3 separate regions of the Mus musculus genome follow, and regions 2 and 3 are each linked to region 1. The links are chromatin contacts, called in public HiChIP or PLAC-seq maps. All regions are on one chromosome and are shown on one strand. The core of a region is the stretch at or near the end of the contact, and the rest is flanking DNA. Distances in the headings are between cores, read along the strand shown. Region 1 has its middle 25 kb from the start of Gm30713. Region 2 overlaps Sipa1l2 (signal-induced proliferation-associated 1 like 2). Region 3 overlaps 4930567H12Rik (RIKEN cDNA 4930567H12 gene).

Region 1 (2,700 bases), core at 28-2,527:
GCCATGTCATCATTTCAGAGATGCTGGGGCCACCACCCCCATCCTGTTTGATCCTGAGAGGGAAGCATGGCTCAGCCCTGAACACAGCTGACAGCCAGCAAGGAGGCAGGTGGGGTCTGTGCTATGGGTGGACATTGGGTCAGAGCCATCCTACCTACAACCTCTTGGAACTTCCTGCACTTGAACATCTACTGGTACAAACAGCTGGTGTCTCATGCAGAGTAATAAGACACCAATTAACTGTGTGTCCCTGCAGAACCTCTGGGCTCCTGTGAGTCCTTGCTCATGTGTGAGTCCTGGGAGGTGTCCACAGGAGCCTTGAGTGCCAAGAACATGGGAGGATTAAATGCGTACTTCATTTGGGCAGGGCCACATTGGCCAGAAGGGAACGTAGACTGCTCCTGTGTCCCTGGCTACTCATTCTATTGTTGGCCCTTGAGCTTGACCACTCGTGGCTTCCCTTTGCTGGCCTTTGCCTGGCTGAGGTGAATTTGGAGTTAGAGCCTCAACAGAAGAAGTCTGAGGAAGATCATGTGACCATCAGCCCAACTCTTTGCCTTTTGCAAGGTGGGTGGCCTCTCTGAGGAGCAGAGTGACCACAGCTGGGTGCCTTAAGGCATGAAGCTCTCAATTCAAAGTTAGCACGAGGAGTACATTTGCTTTCTCAGCAGACCTGGATAAAGTTCTGCTGTGTGGATTCTTTGTCTTGTAGAAAGACATCTCTGGGAAGAGAGTTCTCGATCAGTACTTAAGCTCTGAGGAAGCTGAGTTCCATACTCCTGGTCTCTAACGGGCCCAGACCCCCACACCATAGCTCCCGCTTTCTATCTTTCTCAGCTCACCGCTGACTCCATTTCAGTAGGGGATGAACCCTTCCTATGGTGTAGACACTGTTCCCTGAGCTGGGGCACCATGCAACGGGTCTCTCAGGAGGTAGCAGCATGGAAGGACCACCTTATCAAGGGAGGGACCAGGCTACAGCAGGGAGTATGCAGGGCCATAGAACTAGGTCCAGCCTACTGCTTCTCTGCTCTCCCTGGCTCCTACTTCCTGCTCCATGGCTGAGAAGCAGAAGAATCAGGGCCACTGCCAGGAAGAGCCGCCTGAGAGCCAGGGTTCGTGAGAACAGAACTCCATATTAACTGTGTAAACACACTTGGATCTCGTGCCCCAGACCACAGGGACTGTGCATTGATGTTTCTCTTTTAAAACCAGCAAGGCCCATGTTTGCATAGTGGTGCTCGGGCACATGGCAGGGCAGATGGCTGTGAGTCATTGTCGTGGGGATGGTGAGTGGCCTCAGCAGCCACCAGCACCCTTGGGACCAGACTGTTCCTTTAAGCTAGTGTATTAGTTATTTTCTTGTCAGGATGACCAAACTCCTTACAGGAAGTAACTTAAGGGAAGAAAGGCTTATTTTCAGATCAAGGATTCAGAGAGTTATCTGGTCATCCATTTTGGAGGGAATGGCACCGTAGAAGCCGGATGCAGCAGGTCACCCTGTGTCTGGGGTCCGGAAACATGACAGACAGGAGCAAAGCTGAACTCTCAGACCAAAATGCTTCATTCTCCCACAGAGTTCTATAACCGTCCCCAAACAGAACACTGTCTAGAGACCAAGTGTACTGGCTGGTTTTGTGTGTCAACTTGACACAAGCTGGAGTTATCACAGATAAAGGAGCCTCCCTCGAGGAAATGCCTCCATGAGATCCAGCTGTAAGGCATTTTCTCAATTAGTGATCAAGGGGGGAGGGCCCAGCCCGTTGTGGGTGGTGCCATCCCTGAGCTGGTGGTCCTGGGTTCTATAAGAAAGCAAGCTGAGCAAGCCAGGAGAAGCAAGCCAGTAAGTAACATCCCTCCATGGCCTCTGCATCAGCTCCTGCTCCCTGACCTGCTTGGGTTCTAGTCCTGACTTCTTTTGGTGATGAACAGCAATGTAGAAGTGTAAGCCGAATAAACCCTTTCCTCCCCAACTTGCTTCTTGGCCTTGATGTTTGTGCGGGAATAGAATCCCTGACTAAGACACCAAGTGTTCCAACATACAAACCTGAGGCACACTTAAACCAAACTGAGTGCCTGGCCCAGCACTCCTGGGCAGTTGGGACCTGCAGCCTCTGCTCTGCCTTAGTGACACAGGGCCAGGTGGAAGGATGGCAGACTATGTGGCCTGTTCTCCCTCTGCTCCTAGAAAGTCAGGGCTGGATGACCTGCTGGCTCAGCCTAGACAGAGCAACAGTCACTTCACCTCCAGCATGCTCCTATCGTTCAATGCATTTAACCCCATAAAGAGCTGCTATGGCTGACCATCTGTGAGGAGTCCTTAGTAACAGGTGCTGGCTGGCGGTCAGGTGATCACTGAATTAGTTCCTTAATGCAGACAAACTTGAGAGAAAGAGAAAGTAACAGCTTTATCCCTCAGGACCGGAAAGAGCTTGGGTATTTTATACCCTTAGCCTTTCCGCATTAGATCTTTTAGATACCTGCCTCTCTATCTTCCCCACAATGTCTTCTGGGATCAGGAAGCTACCACAGGGAACCATGTTTCTTGTCTACCTGCCCCTCCCCCAGCTCCCCTTCACCTTGATGGCTCCCCCTGTGTATGCCAGCATCCTGCTTCTGGGTCAACACAGCTGCTCTCATTCATAGTGAGCAGACCCAGGGACATTCCTGCCCACAGGGCCAGTCAGCAGTCTCTGAGAA
Region 2 (2,700 bases), core at 83-2,582, 130 kb before region 1:
AAGCTCCCTCTTCTATCGCTCTGTGTGTGTGTGTGTGTGTGTGTGTGTGTGACTGTGCGTGTGAGACTGTGCACGTATGTGCAGGGGTGGAGGTGGGGGGTAGGGTGGTGATTTTGCCTTCAGGAGATCCTCCTACCTGAAACAAGCCAAGTGAATGTTTTTAGAGTGTTAGTCTCTGAGCTTACCATCTCCAACCCTCCCACCCTGCGCCTGTGCTGTGATTGCTTTGGGGTCACCCCCTGTTCCATATGTCATCCATAAACTCACTAGCGCCCCAGGGTGGACCTTGGTGTACTTGTACTTTGATTGACACTGGAGTCCTATAAAGAGGGTGTGGGTGTGGACGCACGCCTTTAATCCCAGCACTCGGGAGGCAGAGGCAGGCGGATTTCTGAGTTCGAGGCCAGCCTGGTCTACAAAGTGAGTTCCAGGACAGCCAGGGCTATACAGAGAAACCGTGCCTTGAAAAAACAATAAATAAATAAATAAATAAATAAATAAATAAAATTTAAAAAAAATTAGGCTTGGTACAGGACGTGGTAATGCACACCTTTAATCCTCTAACTTGAGAGGTGGAAGCATGTGTATCTGAATTTGAGGCTAGCCTGGTCTGCATAGAACATTGCAGCTGACCAGGGCTACATTTTGAGATCCTGTCTCAAAACAGAACCCCACAAAACCAGGCATATTACTTTCCTACTCTCTTAGGGAAGGTAACTATAAAAGTTGATCCTATAATTGTTTTCAAATTCTGCTTAATATAGCACAAGAATGCAAAGAGACGACTGTTGCTGATTACCTTACGGTAACTGTCCGTGCTGTCCATGTGACTGTGTTACTTCTCCTTCCCAGGGCACAGGTTTGTGCCCAGCGTCTGGAGAGCTCTGCATATGTGCGAGCAGACCCAGCAGTTTTTTGTTTTTCTGCTCACTGAGGTACTGCCCTGCAGTTTAGCATCTGATAAGTCTGAAGCGGGCTCCAGGGGAAGGGTTTCTTATCTAGCATAGGAAGATAAGTGCTTGGCTGGTGGCTCGTTGAATGTTCTTGGGCATGCACCTTTGCAGAACAGGGCAGGATTGCCCAGCAGTGGGCCTCCAGCTTGTGATGTCTGGCAGAAATCCTGGTAGTGGAAGACCCAGGCCCTGCTGCTGGCAGAACTGTATTTGGCACAGCTCTGGCCAGTGCTGTGGGGAGACAGGGTACAAGGATGGTCTCCAGGTTCTGGGGAACTCTGCCCTGTGTGCAGAACCAACCAGGCAGCTTCCCCTGATGAGCACATGGAGTTGTACGCCACAGGCTGTGGGTTTCCTCAGATACTTGGGACGGTATACAGAACATAGTGCAACTTCCCCAGATGCTAAAAATGTTCCGCTCGCAGTTCTTACAGGTGGGGCTTGTCAGCACCGTGCAGCCTCGGGTCTCCTGCCTGGGTGGTGAGCCTGATAGGGCATAGGGATGCAGGTAAGGGAGGTGCAGGGCATAGGGGTGCAGGTACGGGAGGTGCTAGTGGATCATGCTCCGTGGTTGGTCCGACTGAGCCCATAACAGCACAGGCTCGGAGACAGGGTGGGAGTGGGGGTGCAGCTACAGAATCTGCTGTGAGACTGTAGCCATTCTAGTGGAACAGTCAGCTTGCTAACAAGTTGTCAGCTGTAATGTGTGACACCGCTCCTCTCCCCCCCCCCCAGCCACTGCTGTTAATTTACACAGTGTATAATCTGAGTCTGAAACCCCCTTCTGCTGCACCCCAGGGCTTAAAGCACATTCCTAATGTCCTGTTTCTGAGCAGAATCAATTTTTTTTTTTTTTTTGTTAAGGGAAGAAATGTGATCAGAGCTGGTGGATTTTGGGTCATCAAGGAAATTGCACAATAAAGCAAGTACAGAGTTAAATTTAAACAGACAGGCTTCGCTTTATGGCGTTGGAAGGTCTTTTCTTGGGGGTGGCTAGTCTCTAGCCAGACAGTAGCCTGGTTCTGTAGACGGTCTTAGGAGTGCTCAGGATAATTCTAGGTCAGACAGACTTGCAGTGGAGTTGTCCTGTGGCCTGGGCCAGCTCTGCCTGGTTTACTTGTCCCTTCACAGGTTAAACTCCTAGCTCCCCGAGATGATGGTTTTAGGAGGTGGCTCCTTAGACAAAGGTGGGGCATGAGGGGTGAGTCCTGGGCATGGGATTAGTAACCTATGAAGGAGATCTCTTCTACCTCAGGCCTTGGAAACAGCATGTATCTTTCATGACCCAGAAAGTGGGTACCCCCACCCTCTGCCTCTGGCTTTGTCCTTAGACTTCCAGCCTCCAGCACGGGCTATCTCATGCTACTGTTACAGCAACTGGGCTGTCTCATGTTGTTGTTACAGCAACTGGACTAGACTGAGATTTCATATCACACTTATGTGTTTATTATGCAGCACGCATGCCTTAAAGGACTCCAGGGGTCTCCAAGATGGCTGCAAGCTGTGCTTTAAAGGAGTGCCACACACAGCGACAGTGTGAGCCATCTGTTGTGGACACCCTGTGGTCAAGGTTTCATGGAGGGCACAGAGGTTGCCCATGCTTTCAGAGGTCAAGGCATAGTGTTAGCTAGCATTCTGTGTGACTTTGTTCAAGGCTCCATTTTCCCTGTACAGTCCACACTAGCCTCTCCTGCTGGACCATGCAAAGCAGTGTCCAGCTTGCCATGACTTCCACATCGTCTTGTCA
Region 3 (2,700 bases), core at 132-2,631, 190 kb before region 1:
GCCAGAGGGAGAGGGACCCAGAGTGAAAAGAAAAGAAAAAAGAAAGAGAAATTCAGAAATAAAAGAAAAAAATCAGAATTCCTGTAAACACTTTCAAACTGGCTCGTGTGTGAACACTCCGTTCCCCAGCCTATCTCAGGAGGTTGTCGGCCTTAGGGAGATGAAGTCTCATGGGAGGGAGTGGCCCACTGGGGGTGTGGATGATTGGTTTTGGTGGCCTCATTCTAAATCTCAAGGATAGGTGACCATGGACCTCCCACTTCTGCTGCCATAAGTCTACCATCATGACCAGCCCCTTGGCCTGTGAAGGAAAGATGCTTTCTCCCTGGAGCTAGTCTGTTACATTTTCTGGTCTTGGCTACAAAAGAAGTAACTTGTGTAAGCCACAAGGAGATCATGCTGAGAAATAGGAGGAGGAGCAAAACAAGATGGGTTTCACCTTTAAAAAGAAAAACAACCCCACGAGAAGGCCATGCCTGCAATTGTCGTCAGTAACTCCAGCCTGGGAAACAGAGCCTGCCATGGTTTGGCAAAGATTCTGGATCTCTGAGAGAATCAATCAATACCTTGGCCGGACTCCTGAGAAACTATACAGAGGTAATTCAAAAATGATGAGCAATTGAAAAAATAACTTCTAGATACAAAATATAAAAATAGTTTGAGGCAACTTTCATTTCCTCTCCTTCCACTGAAGGTCACTCCTCCTTGCTCAGGGATGAGTCCCAAATTGTATTATCCTGTTAATTCCGTGTTCTCAGTGGTGACACACAAAGTCTCCCACAGAGGCCAAGGAGGCGGAGGGCACGAGTGGGCAGCTCCTTTATGAGTTCTTTTCCTGTTCGCTTTCTTCCTCTTTCATGTCTCCCCCGCCCACTTTTCCCCCAGCTTCAGCCTTTATTTATAAATCACCAGAACATCTGGCCAATTTACTTAATATCCAGATGTTTGGGCCTGCTTCACATTGCCTTTTTTAAGCTTTGTAGGTAAATATAGCCTAAGCGAAAGTGAGTGAAGGTTGCCAGCTGCTGGAAATGGAACTAACTAGCAATCAGGAGCCAACATCTGCTCCTCGTTTCTCCATGGCTTCCTGGCTCAATCAAAAAGAATACGTGTAATCTTTGAAGAAATTCCTGGAGAAGTTTTTTTCTTTTTTCTTTTTTTAAATCACTGGAGAATCTTCACCTTACTGATATGAGAAATGGTCGGAGTAGATTCACACATTTGCTATGAGAATCCCATTAGGGTGAGAGCCGTGATCCAAAAACCGCTCAAAACCGTTTGTCTCTCAGCCTCGTCATCTGTGTTCCTTCTCCAGCTGCACCCCAGCATGCCCCTGATAAGCATGGTTAATTACCTTGGTCCGGTGCCATCCTGCGGGAGCCATAGACTAATGACTCACAGTCCTACTGGGCTGTAAATCAAAGCTTTAGTCCAGCCTGTGGGGCCACATTGCAATGAAGTCTATGGTGATTTGAGTCCTTGGCCACATAGCCCTGAGTCAGTCAGGCGACATGGGAAAGGTCCAAACCTTCCTTATGGTTTGGATGTGATAGCCAAGACGGAAATATGTTTTACTCAACCAGTCACTAGTCAGAGCATCCTTCCTATAGGTGATGGGTTATTTTTGCTATTCTCGTCTTGATTTTATTTTGAGTGGTTTATTTATCAGTTGTTCACTCATTCATTCTGTTACGGGTGTGAAGATGATCACACACTACAGAAACCACCTACTCTGTTGTTATTATTTAAACAAACAAACAAACAAACAAGCCAGGATCTTATGTAGTCCAGGCTGGTCTTAAACCCACTGTGCAGCTGAGGCTCGCTTTGAACTCCACATCTTCCTGCCTCTGCCTCCTAAGTTCTAGGAATACAGGTGTGTGGCACAAGGCTCAGCATAGTGTGAGGGACCAGATCTTTTGGGTTCAGACTCCTGCTAAGGTTGAACTCGAGTTAACTAACAGGGCAGCAGTACCTAGCACCAGTTTCCAGGTTACCCACCAACAAACCTGCACCTCCAGGTTACGAGCCTGCCCCTGACACTACTTTCTGACAATCACCAATCAGGAGGAAAACAGAAGTTAAGTTTATGGTTTGGCTCCCAGCACCAGCCAAATATGTTAAAGGCCACAATGCCCCCCCTCCCCCATCAGGCTAGATACCCTCTTCTTGCCTCTATAAATGCTTGCCTGAAACTGAGCTCAGGTTGCAACTCCTATTCTGCTGCATCAGAGTCTGTGCCTTGGTGGTCTTTCTGGGTTTGTGAACAGGCACAAGTGTCAGTCTTAGAAACACATAGAAGCCCAAATAACATGGGAAAAGACCACAAAATTCACCATCTTACAGCTGCTGACGAATAACATAAAATGAAGAGCTTCATTTCATCTTTTTGACCATCACCTACATTGGACCATTTCTGAACTATACAAACGACAACCCAATATCTCTTGGTTTGCTACAACCACACAGGACATTTTACTTGCTTCCTGTAGGCACACAGGTAGAGGTCAGAGGACAACTTGCCAGGGTTGTTTCTCTCTCTTTCCCAAGTGGGTTCAGGGGACTGAACTCAGGTCATCAGGCTTGCTGGCTGACGCCATTACACAGTGGGCATCTTGCTGGACCCTCATCACCACTGGAAGTTTTCGTCAATATAATTAACTTCACAGAGCACAAGTGTTTTCATGCATCCATGTAGTG

The links. HiChIP or PLAC-seq counts read pairs in DNA pulled down with a chosen protein or histone mark.
Region 2: a contact with region 1 is called in an H3K4me3 HiChIP or PLAC-seq map of bone marrow-derived macrophages, with 4 times the contacts expected there. The contact joins two enhancer-like sites. A contact is called at or near these places in 1 of 484 Hi-C or Micro-C datasets (nephron progenitors) and 6 of 115 datasets of contacts at active chromatin or transcription factors (T-cell acute lymphoblastic leukemia, bone marrow-derived macrophages, embryonic brain and 2 more).
Region 3: a contact with region 1 is called in an HNF4G HiChIP or PLAC-seq map of pancreatic cancer cells. The contact joins two enhancer-like sites. A contact is called at or near these places in 3 of 115 datasets of contacts at active chromatin or transcription factors (bone marrow-derived macrophages, microglia and pancreatic cancer cells) and 1 of 9 other capture datasets (embryonic stem cells).

The regions. Positions count from the first base shown.
Region 1 is chr8:125,409,333-125,412,032 of GRCm38.p6, reverse strand. No RefSeq gene overlaps it. Among named protein-coding and RNA genes, the nearest start is that of Gm30713, 25 kb to the right of the region's middle. Within about 2 kb of position 1,277, at least 36 of the 459 cell types and tissues checked have an H3K27ac peak or open chromatin away from gene starts, as enhancers often do. A contact at or near this core is called in bone marrow-derived macrophages and pancreatic cancer cells, where this site is marked.
Region 2 is chr8:125,541,998-125,544,697 of GRCm38.p6, reverse strand. All of the region lies in intron 1 of Sipa1l2 (signal-induced proliferation-associated 1 like 2), which reads left to right. Among named protein-coding and RNA genes, the nearest start is that of Gm51602, 13 kb to the left of the region's middle. Within about 2 kb of position 1,332, at least 32 of the 459 cell types and tissues checked have an H3K27ac peak or open chromatin away from gene starts, as enhancers often do. A contact at or near this core is called in bone marrow-derived macrophages, where this site is marked.
Region 3 is chr8:125,594,467-125,597,166 of GRCm38.p6, reverse strand. All of the region lies in intron 2 of 4930567H12Rik (RIKEN cDNA 4930567H12 gene), which reads right to left. Among named protein-coding and RNA genes, the nearest start is that of 4930567H12Rik, 11 kb to the right of the region's middle. Within about 2 kb of position 1,381, at least 38 of the 459 cell types and tissues checked have an H3K27ac peak or open chromatin away from gene starts, as enhancers often do. A contact at or near this core is called in bone marrow-derived macrophages and pancreatic cancer cells, where this site is marked.